Linked DNA regions of Hordeum vulgare: region 1 is linked to region 2. Evidence: chromatin contacts called from public Hi-C data. All regions are on one chromosome and are shown on one strand. The core of a region is the stretch at or near the end of the contact, and the rest is flanking DNA. Distances in the headings are between cores, read along the strand shown. Region 1 holds the start of LOC123441764 (UPF0603 protein OsI_019212, chloroplastic). Region 2 holds the start of LOC123441748 (RNA demethylase ALKBH10B).

What was found. Hi-C and Micro-C count contacts between places; a contact is called where the count stands out from the background.
Region 1: a contact with region 2 is called in a Hi-C map of leaf, with 4 times the contacts expected there. The contact joins the promoter of LOC123441764 here to the promoter of LOC123441748 in region 2. A contact is called at or near these places in 4 of 6 Hi-C or Micro-C datasets (leaf and seedling) and 1 of 1 datasets of contacts at active chromatin or transcription factors (embryo).

What each region holds. Positions count from the first base shown.
Region 1 is chr1H:418,905,310-418,909,788 of MorexV3_pseudomolecules_assembly, forward strand. It overlaps LOC123441764 (UPF0603 protein OsI_019212, chloroplastic), which reads left to right and starts at 2,227. Exons shown (of 3, transcript XM_045118014.1): 1 at 2,227-2,719; 2 at 2,844-3,036; 3 at 3,168-3,553. The coding sequence starts at 2,297. The coding sequence ends at 3,415.
Region 2 is chr1H:418,766,894-418,771,041 of MorexV3_pseudomolecules_assembly, forward strand. It overlaps LOC123441748 (RNA demethylase ALKBH10B), which reads left to right and starts at 2,033. Exons shown (of 7, transcript XM_045118012.1): 1 at 2,033-2,722. The coding sequence starts at 2,203.

The DNA.
Region 1 (4,479 bases), core at 977-3,476, 140 kb after region 2:
CGTGGCCCGAGGCACACGCAAGCAGCCTGGTGCGTGGCACGCATGGCCGGCGTTGTCCCCTGCTTCTCCTCTGCCTTTTAGCAAGAGGTAGAAGACAGGGATGCCCCTGGTGGGGTGGGCTGGCCCAGGTGAGCGCCAGGTAGTTTTTTGCTTTTTTCTATTTCCTTTATTTCCTATTTTTCCAAAATTTGTTTTGGTTTTAAATAAAATATAAAACCATTTCTAAAAATTCTGGAAATTATCATGTGATATGAATGGAAGTATCCAATGCCACATAATAAGTTTCATGATATATGGAACTAAATTATATATATAGTAAATATAATTCCATTTCAAATAATTGTTTGATTAATTCAGAAGTCCAAAATAAATGTTTCTCTGATTTCAAAAATATTGGTTGACATTTTTACATTATGCTAATATTTTATTCGAAAACGAGGGTCATTTTCTTGGATCATTTTGAAGCAATTTTTATATTTCTTATTTGACAAAAATTGGTTCCTCACGCTTGATCACTTCCTCATTTCAAATTCAAAAGAAAATAAAAATGCATGCATGAATGCTTCGCAAGCAAGGGTAAAACTAGGGTTGTGACACCTTGCCCTATGTCCAGCGTCACCGGAGTCGGCCTGATTAATGGACCAACGAAGGATATCGACTGACATAGTACCCTTTGTTGTGTCAGGAATCATCGTCTTCAACTCCTCCAAAGTTGTCTTCCTCGCCGTAGCGTCTCACTCCTTGTGCATTTCTTCCATGCTGAAGTTCGAGCAGACTTCCATGGTGTTCTCGAACTTGGTGCGGTCACCGAGCAAGCACCCGAGGAAAAAAGGCATCCGTCCAATGCCCTGACAGAAGGGGTTGGGGATGGGTTGTGGTTTCTATTGGAGTTCATGGCAACGGATAGGAGGTAGAGTGACGGACATAGAGAGTTATCTGAGTGAGGTGGTGGGTAAGTAGTGACCGTGAGGATGGGTAAATAAAGGGGTTATGGCTGATAGGTTTTAATGGCTATGAACCTTTGAACTTTGTGCTCTTCATAATGTAGATCGAGATGGACAAGTGCAAGGAGGTGTTGTCGCCCATGGAGAAGGCAAACTGCATTGTGCCGCCCATGGACAAGGGCAAGGACGTGGTGCCGCCCTTGGAGATGGTGCCGCACACGCCCTTTCAGGTGCCGCACACGAACAACGACGTGGTGTCCGAGGAGCCCCCCAGCGACAAGCGTCGGAACTACGGGCACTAACATGAGGAGGGTGGGCCAACTCACTTCTACAAGGTGATCATGGCCCCAAAGCTCGAGGTCATACCAATGTCCCTAAACTTCACGAAGCACTTCCTCACCGTGCTAACAGAGTTAGAGCTAAAGACGAACCCCGACTATTCATGGATGGTCACTGCCCGACAGGGTTGAACCACCTTCGGCGCCGTTCATCAGACCAAAATCGGGTACATGGTGACCTTCAAGTTGCTGACTCCCAGTACGCTCAAGGTCATCATCTTCAACAACGACGCCATTGAAGTAGTGACCAAGTGCGGAAGGCACGATGACACCTTTGTCGTGAACGTCTAGGACGGCTATTCGTTGCTCCAACCGGTTTAGTATCGACTATATCATGTTGCTTTGCTTCAGAACTGCTATGTTTAAGTATAGTACTATGTTTAAAACTGGTTGTTATGGTTTAGAACTATGTTAATATGCTATCTTTTGTGTGCCTTTGGATTCTTCTACGCGCCCATATATGTTGGTAATCTTACCACCTCGTCGAAGAGGTTATGAGACAACAGGCGTTGCATCAAACCAAACACTATGCCTTGTGTTTGCGCCTAAGCAAACAGGTAACTAAACAGGTTACCTTTCATTATACGTCGTACAGGCTAGAAGGTATACAAGCAACCAAACTAGATGCATATATTAAAAAATATACATGTTTTTTCCTCAGCCATGCCCAACTACGCGATGCAAGCAAAAGTTGGTGCGAGAACCAAACAAGCCCTAACCGTTTATGGTTATCTTTGGGTTTTTTCATTTCCGTTCACGATGCCTGTAGTCTGTAGACGCAAACAGCAGAAAAAACCATATAGCTATGCAAACTGCAAACTCCATCGCATTGTGACAGAGACAGACATGGCGGGGCGTCCACGCTGGAGCCGCGCCTTATCCGACTCCAGAATCCCAGCCACCCAATCACGATCCGACTCGAGTGACGCCGCTCACAACAAACAAAATGGACGCGGCAGAGCAACTCCGGCGTGATCTCTGCCCCTCACAAGCCCCACACCCCGCTCCGCGGCCATGGAGACCCTCCTCTCCCCCTCCGCATTGCTCGGCCCGCTCCGGGGCTCCAGGAAGCTAGCGGCCCCCGCCGCCGTCCCGTGCAGCAGGTCCGCCGTCTCCTGCTCGCTCAAGAAGCAGACGCAGACGCAGGCGGGCGTCGCCTGGCATGGAGACGGCGGCGTCGGGAGCTGGGCGTCGTTCTTGCACCATGGCCTCGCCGCGGCGGCGCTGTCCCTGGCCCTGACCTTGTCGCCCGCGCCCGCGCCGGCCGTGGCGTCGGAGTTCGACGTGCTCAACGACGGGCCGCCGGCCGACACGTACGTGGTGGACGACGCCGGCGTGCTGAGCCGCGTGACAAAGTCCGACGTGAAGCGCCTCGCCCGCGACCTCGAGGCCCGCAAGAACATCCGGATCAACTTCGTCACCGTCCGCAAGCTCACGGTACGTGCAGTGCAGTGTCTCGATCAGTAAGCGCGCGGCTCGTCGCCGGCGGCCGGCTACCAAAAGCTCACGCGTGCCCTTGCTCACTGGGTACGTACGTACGTACGTGTGTGTGTGTGTGCAGAGCAAAGCTGACGCGTTCGAGTACGCGGACCAAGTGCTGGAGAAGTGGTACCCGACGGTGGAGGAGGGCAGCAACAAGGGGATCGTGGTGCTCGTCACCAGCCAGAAGGAGGGCGCCATCACCGGCGGCCCAGCCTTCGTGCAGGCCATCGGCGACGCCATCCTCGACGCCACCGTCTCCGAGAACCTCCCAGGTAATCAATTAGCTCTCCCTTTCCATAATGACCGTTAGATGCATGCTATAGTATACGATGTTCATCACTAGGGCGGCGACGGAGCATGAGATGAGCGTTTGATTGATATGCTCGCATGCATTGCATTGCAGTGCTGGCGACGGACGAGAAGTACAACGAGGCGATCTTCTCGACGGCGAAGCGGCTGGTGGCGGCCATCGACGGGCTGCCGGACCCGGGCGGGCCGGCGTTCCAGGAGAGCAAGCGGGAGTCCAACTTCAAGAGCAAGGAGGAGACGGACGAGAAGCGCGGGCAGTTCACGCTCGTCGTCGGCGGCCTGCTCGTCATCGCCTTCGTCGTGCCCATGGCGCAGTACTACGCCTACATCTCCAAGAAGTGATCCAGTCGAGCGCCGTGCACTGTACAGTACAGTAATTTTTCGAATCCCCCCGGTTTTCTGTTGGACTAAAGTTTTAGAAGTGAACACAGAGAGATCAATGCAAGCGCACCCGCACTCGTGTGCAATGTTCGGAGCCAAGGAATTTGACAGATCATATGTCAGCAACCGTGCTTACAAGGCACCGCACCTGCGGACCATGGGTTCGACCCCACAGACGAGGCCATTTCGGATAGCACAGCCTAACACGAAGTATCTTGGGCCCCAATGGGCCACCTAGGCCCGGCACGATCCATCCGTCATTACTTGTATCCCTGAGCGTGTCGTGCGCATCCAGTTGGATAAGGACGAACCAACGGCTCTCTTCCCCTCCCACTCTCTTCCTCCTCCGCAAGATCCGCATGGCTATCCCGATGAAATCGAGCTTGTATGCTATCACGAACTATAGATCTGCTACCATGAACTATAGATCGATTTGTACCTAACATCCTGGTATCACAGACCACCATCACTCCTCCCTGCCGCGCCCACTCTGGAGACACGACAACGCGTCCACGCGTGGCAAGTCTTCCTCGCCGCCATGGATCCAGCACTCAAGGAGTACCTGGATCAGATGCCTCGGGACGCCAAGTCCGACTCCGTCTCCGTCCTCAAGCAACTGCAGGCGCAATCCTCCCAGATCAATGACCAACTCCGCTGGAAGTCGGATCTCGAAGCCCGCTTCGCGAAGCTGGAGACCATGATCGCCACCGCTCCTTCGTCGTCAAATGGAGTGACACACACCCTCCCGCCGTCGCTTCCTGCGCGAGGAGATCTAGACGGGCCAAGTGGCCACGGCGACGTCGATCTCACCGGGGGGGGGGGGGGGGGGCGTCGGTGACTACCGTGTCACCGGCGGCACTCCCGCTCACGGGTATGACTCACCTCCCGCTTACCATCATCACCCCTCCCTGTCATCCCCAGTCCTCCCTTCCCTCAGCCAACCACCCCATCCATGAACTTCCTTGTGTTCACGGGCGAAAACCCGCAGCTATGGAAGACGCTCTGTGAGCAGTACTTCCAGATGT
Region 2 (4,148 bases), core at 783-3,282:
TGGGGTCGGCCAACTATGGCTAGGAAGATCTTGTGCGGAAACCAAGGGCGTCGTTGAAGTTTAAGATGTATGCATGACCCACAGTGTTGAACCATTATGGTCATTTGGCGATGCACAATTTACCACCCAGTCATTATCCTTGCTCTTATCGCCACGTCGATGACTTGATTGGCCATATGCTCGCCACTCCCTCTCACCTACGCCCATGAGCTATGGGGGCCTAGGTTCTCTGGAGAATAGGAGTGCAATAACTTGCACATCGAGGCAAGTGTTCCATCTTTGTTTGGTGGACCAAGGCTAGCGTCTCGTGTGAAGCTTGCACGAGGGGAAGGTTCTCTATGGCCTTAGGCTACTCATAATGGAGACTATCATATATTAGTATCATGCATATGATACAAGTGTATGATATTACCTTCATAGTGCATAGTTACATCGAGTAGTATCATATATGCCTTTATTTATTGTCATGCATGACACAAAGTAGCATAACATTTAACATGATATGATATCTACGTATGTTACTCTAACCCTCTCTTTCATCTTTAATTCTATGCCACATCAGCATGTTTGATATTCCCGAGTGTATGTTACCAGCTAAGATACCTCCACTATGACTAGCCTTACATGCGCTTCACTGTATCTGGATGGAAAGAAATCCCATAATCTTTAGGAGTAGGTCGCAACCTACGTTCATGATTATCGAGGGTATTAAGGATGTTGGTTACATTGAAGCTTGTTGATATTAAGAATGTTGTGTATAATTATGATCGTCGCTATAATGCTCTTGAACAACACCCCCCCCCCCTCTTTTACAAAAAATACATCATGAAAAGAAGATACATCTGCACAATGAAAATAAGATATGTCGCACAATGTAGGACCTATGATACACCCGTGGACACGCCCGCTCAGGAGAGAGAATGAAAAAAAAAGGCTCAATCGAATCCCTGATATCATCCCTATACGCCCGGGCTGTCCGGAAACCCTCATATGGAGGAAAAATATAGGAAGGATATGAGGACTCGCAGACGTGCCCGAGCGTGCCCAGTCAGTCCGCCACGTAGGACGCGACCCCATCCTAGACCATCTTTTTTTTTCTCTCTCTTTCTCTTCATCAATCATGTGCAAGTGATCGGACATATGAGAAAGAAAATAAGAATTATGAATGCGCAGATGGACAAATAGGGGCACATCCGGTCACTGACCGGACGTGTCCGCGGATGTTGAGGAAGTCATATTTGCTACGTTCGTCCGTAAATGCTCTCATCAGTTGAGAGGCCACCTATTTTAATAACAAAGAGACAAATCTCCATGAGACTCATACACAAAACTCTAAGAGAAGGCTGAGGTCAAACCATTGTGGACGTCTAGTGCATTGTGCATATCCCATCTTCAAAAGTCAAAACGTGTGAATTTTACAAATGTGTAAGCATGCGAATAGCTGGATAATTCATTGATTGAATTACCTACTTCCCAAAACAGGGCTCTACAGCCTATCCATGCGCGGTCACACCCAATAGACAGTAAAAAAAGAACTTCCCTATTCGCCTGTCCCCAATCATATCTTGCACAAACAAGAACAAAAAACCGAACGAGGGTGCGGGGTCCTGAGATGGACGGCTGGGATGGTGCGTGATCCAACCAGGCTCCCACGCATGGCCACCCGGTATCCCGGTCCAAGGACGGGCCCAAGGACCTGGCTCACGCCGTCGCGACAGTGCATCCCGAGGCCATCCGCCACGGTGAGTGACGTCCCAGTGCGCCGAACCGCGCAGCCCATTCTCTGTGTGCAGCGCGCGCGCGGTCCACACGCGCCCCCGTAGGCCGGGTGGAGTCGAGCCACCTACAACCAAAGCGAGGCTGACCAAAAAAAACTAACTGCTGCCACCACCTTGTCGGATCTGCGCCCGTACCCGCTAATCGGCGCCACGTCACCCCGCCCCTGGGCGCTGTTGGCTACGGGTACCCTCGGCCGCTTCTTCTCCGGGGGTATTTATAGGCGCGCCCCCGAGAGAGAAGCGCTCCCCACAATACCAAGCCGATTTAGAACAGGCCGGGCGTCGAACACCTTGACGCCATTACAAAAAGCTTGGGCGGAGAGAGCGGCACGCACACGTCCGGGGAGGGAAATTCGGGGAGGAGGAGGAGGGACAGCCAGTGGCTAGTGGGAGGGGAGCGGGTAGCCTGGCGATCGCGGGAGGGATGACGACACCGGCGGCGGGGGCCCCGGGGTCACCGGTGGCGGCGCCGGATCAGGTGGCGGCCAGGGACGCCGTGATCGGGTGGTACCGCGGCGAGTTCGCGGCCGCCAACGCCGTGATCGATGCGCTGTGCGGCCACCTCGCGCAGATCGGCGGGGCCGACTACGACGCCGTCTTCGCCGCGCTCCACCGCCGCCGCCTCAACTGGTTCCCCGTCCTCCACATGCAGAAGTTCTACTCCGTCGCCGACGTCGCCGCCGAGCTGCGTCGCGTCTCCGACGCCCGCGCCGCCGCCGCCTACTCCGAGGAGGAGGCCGCGTCCACGGTGATCCACGAGCCCATGGACGAGCTCGTCGTCACCGTCGCCGCGGAGCCCGAGCCTATACCGGAGGCGCAGCCCGACGTCGCCGTCCACCCCGTCGACGCGGGCCGCGAGCAGGAGGCGGACGGCGAAGATTCCTCGGGAGATTCGTCGGAGCGGAAGGCGGCCTCCACGGAAGACGACGCTGTCCACGACGGACGTAAGTACAACCATCTCTCTATAAATTATTATAAAATCCTCGTGTGCGCGTAGCACCTCAAATTTTTTCCCTTTCCGGCCGCATTCGAATCCTTCCGTTAGTTTCAATCCGTCTGTGGAACCGATCTCCCGTTTTGGCCCCGCCACGCAGACGGTTGGATCTGGTCGTTACGTTTGTTTTGCCCGTGGTTTCTTCCGCAAGCTTTTGCCCACTTAAACATCTCCTGTTTTATCGGGGCCAAATAATAACCAAAAAAGGGGTCCGAATTAGGCTTCGAAATGACTCCATCTTTATGGTATCGTTAATTATTTACGTGTTGGTTCGTCGAACCGGCGTACCGGGCCCATCAAGCCCGGTGGTTAGGGGGAAAAACTGGAGCGAGAGAGCCAATAATTTTTCCGTGCAGGGCCACCAAAGGAAGAGTTATTAGTCCAGGTCGCGTGGATCGGACGGCGGAGACAGCCTCGGCCGGTCAATCCTGGCCACAGGTGCCGGCGGCGGCGCACTCCCCGTGAAACGGCATCACGAGGTCGCTGGGAGTAGAAAACCCTACGGCTTTTCCCCCGACGCCGTCCGCCCTCTCTTTCCGTGCGCCAACTTTATTTTCGGTTCGCCCGCACTGCACGCGCCCTCCTCGCTCGGCCACCCTTTTGGGCCTGGGAGAGCAGTACTGGACAGTACGGCCGCTACCCGCCACCAGTAACCTAATTAGCTCATGTGTTTACTTTTGGTGTGGCTGCTTTTTTGCCAAATTAATGTACTCCTATCACCCGTCGGGGGTGCAAAACGTGCCGCGCCGTGGCGGGGACTCTGACGCCTTGTCCGGCCGGCCAGCTCGCGGCGGTTCCACTCCACCTCGTGGGCACCGTTGTGCGTTGCAGTCTGCTGTGGAGCGCCAACAGGCTGCCATGGGGGCGGGCTCCATTTTGGGGGCATATACTCCAGCAATGCTAGGCTGTAGCCTCGCCGTCGCGGAGGGCGGGCGGCATAAAATATTTCAGGTGAATCTGGGTAGCATGTGCCTTGGGTGTCATCAGATTTGGCAAACGGCGGTCTCGACAAAACCTTTGCGTCCTTCGCCCTTTTGAATGGGGTGATTAATTGGCGATGACACCGAGTTTGAACTCTTCTGCTTCCGGGCTGTGTTTTTCAAGTGCTCCGCGGCTCGAATTGAGGTCTTCCATCTTCATCTTCGGGCTGGGGGTGACGGTGATGAATGACCACGCTTGGTCACCGGGTCAAAAAAGAAGGGTCTGAAACGACAATTATATGTGAAAGTATTCTGGAATGGGTGAACTTCATGAACTTTGATTTGTCATCTCTGTTCTCGTATTGACTGACGAGAGCGGTATTTGTCGCGGCGCTACAAATTTGGACACGTAAGAGTTGACATTTTTCTGGAGCAATTTTTTTTATCTTTAATAAA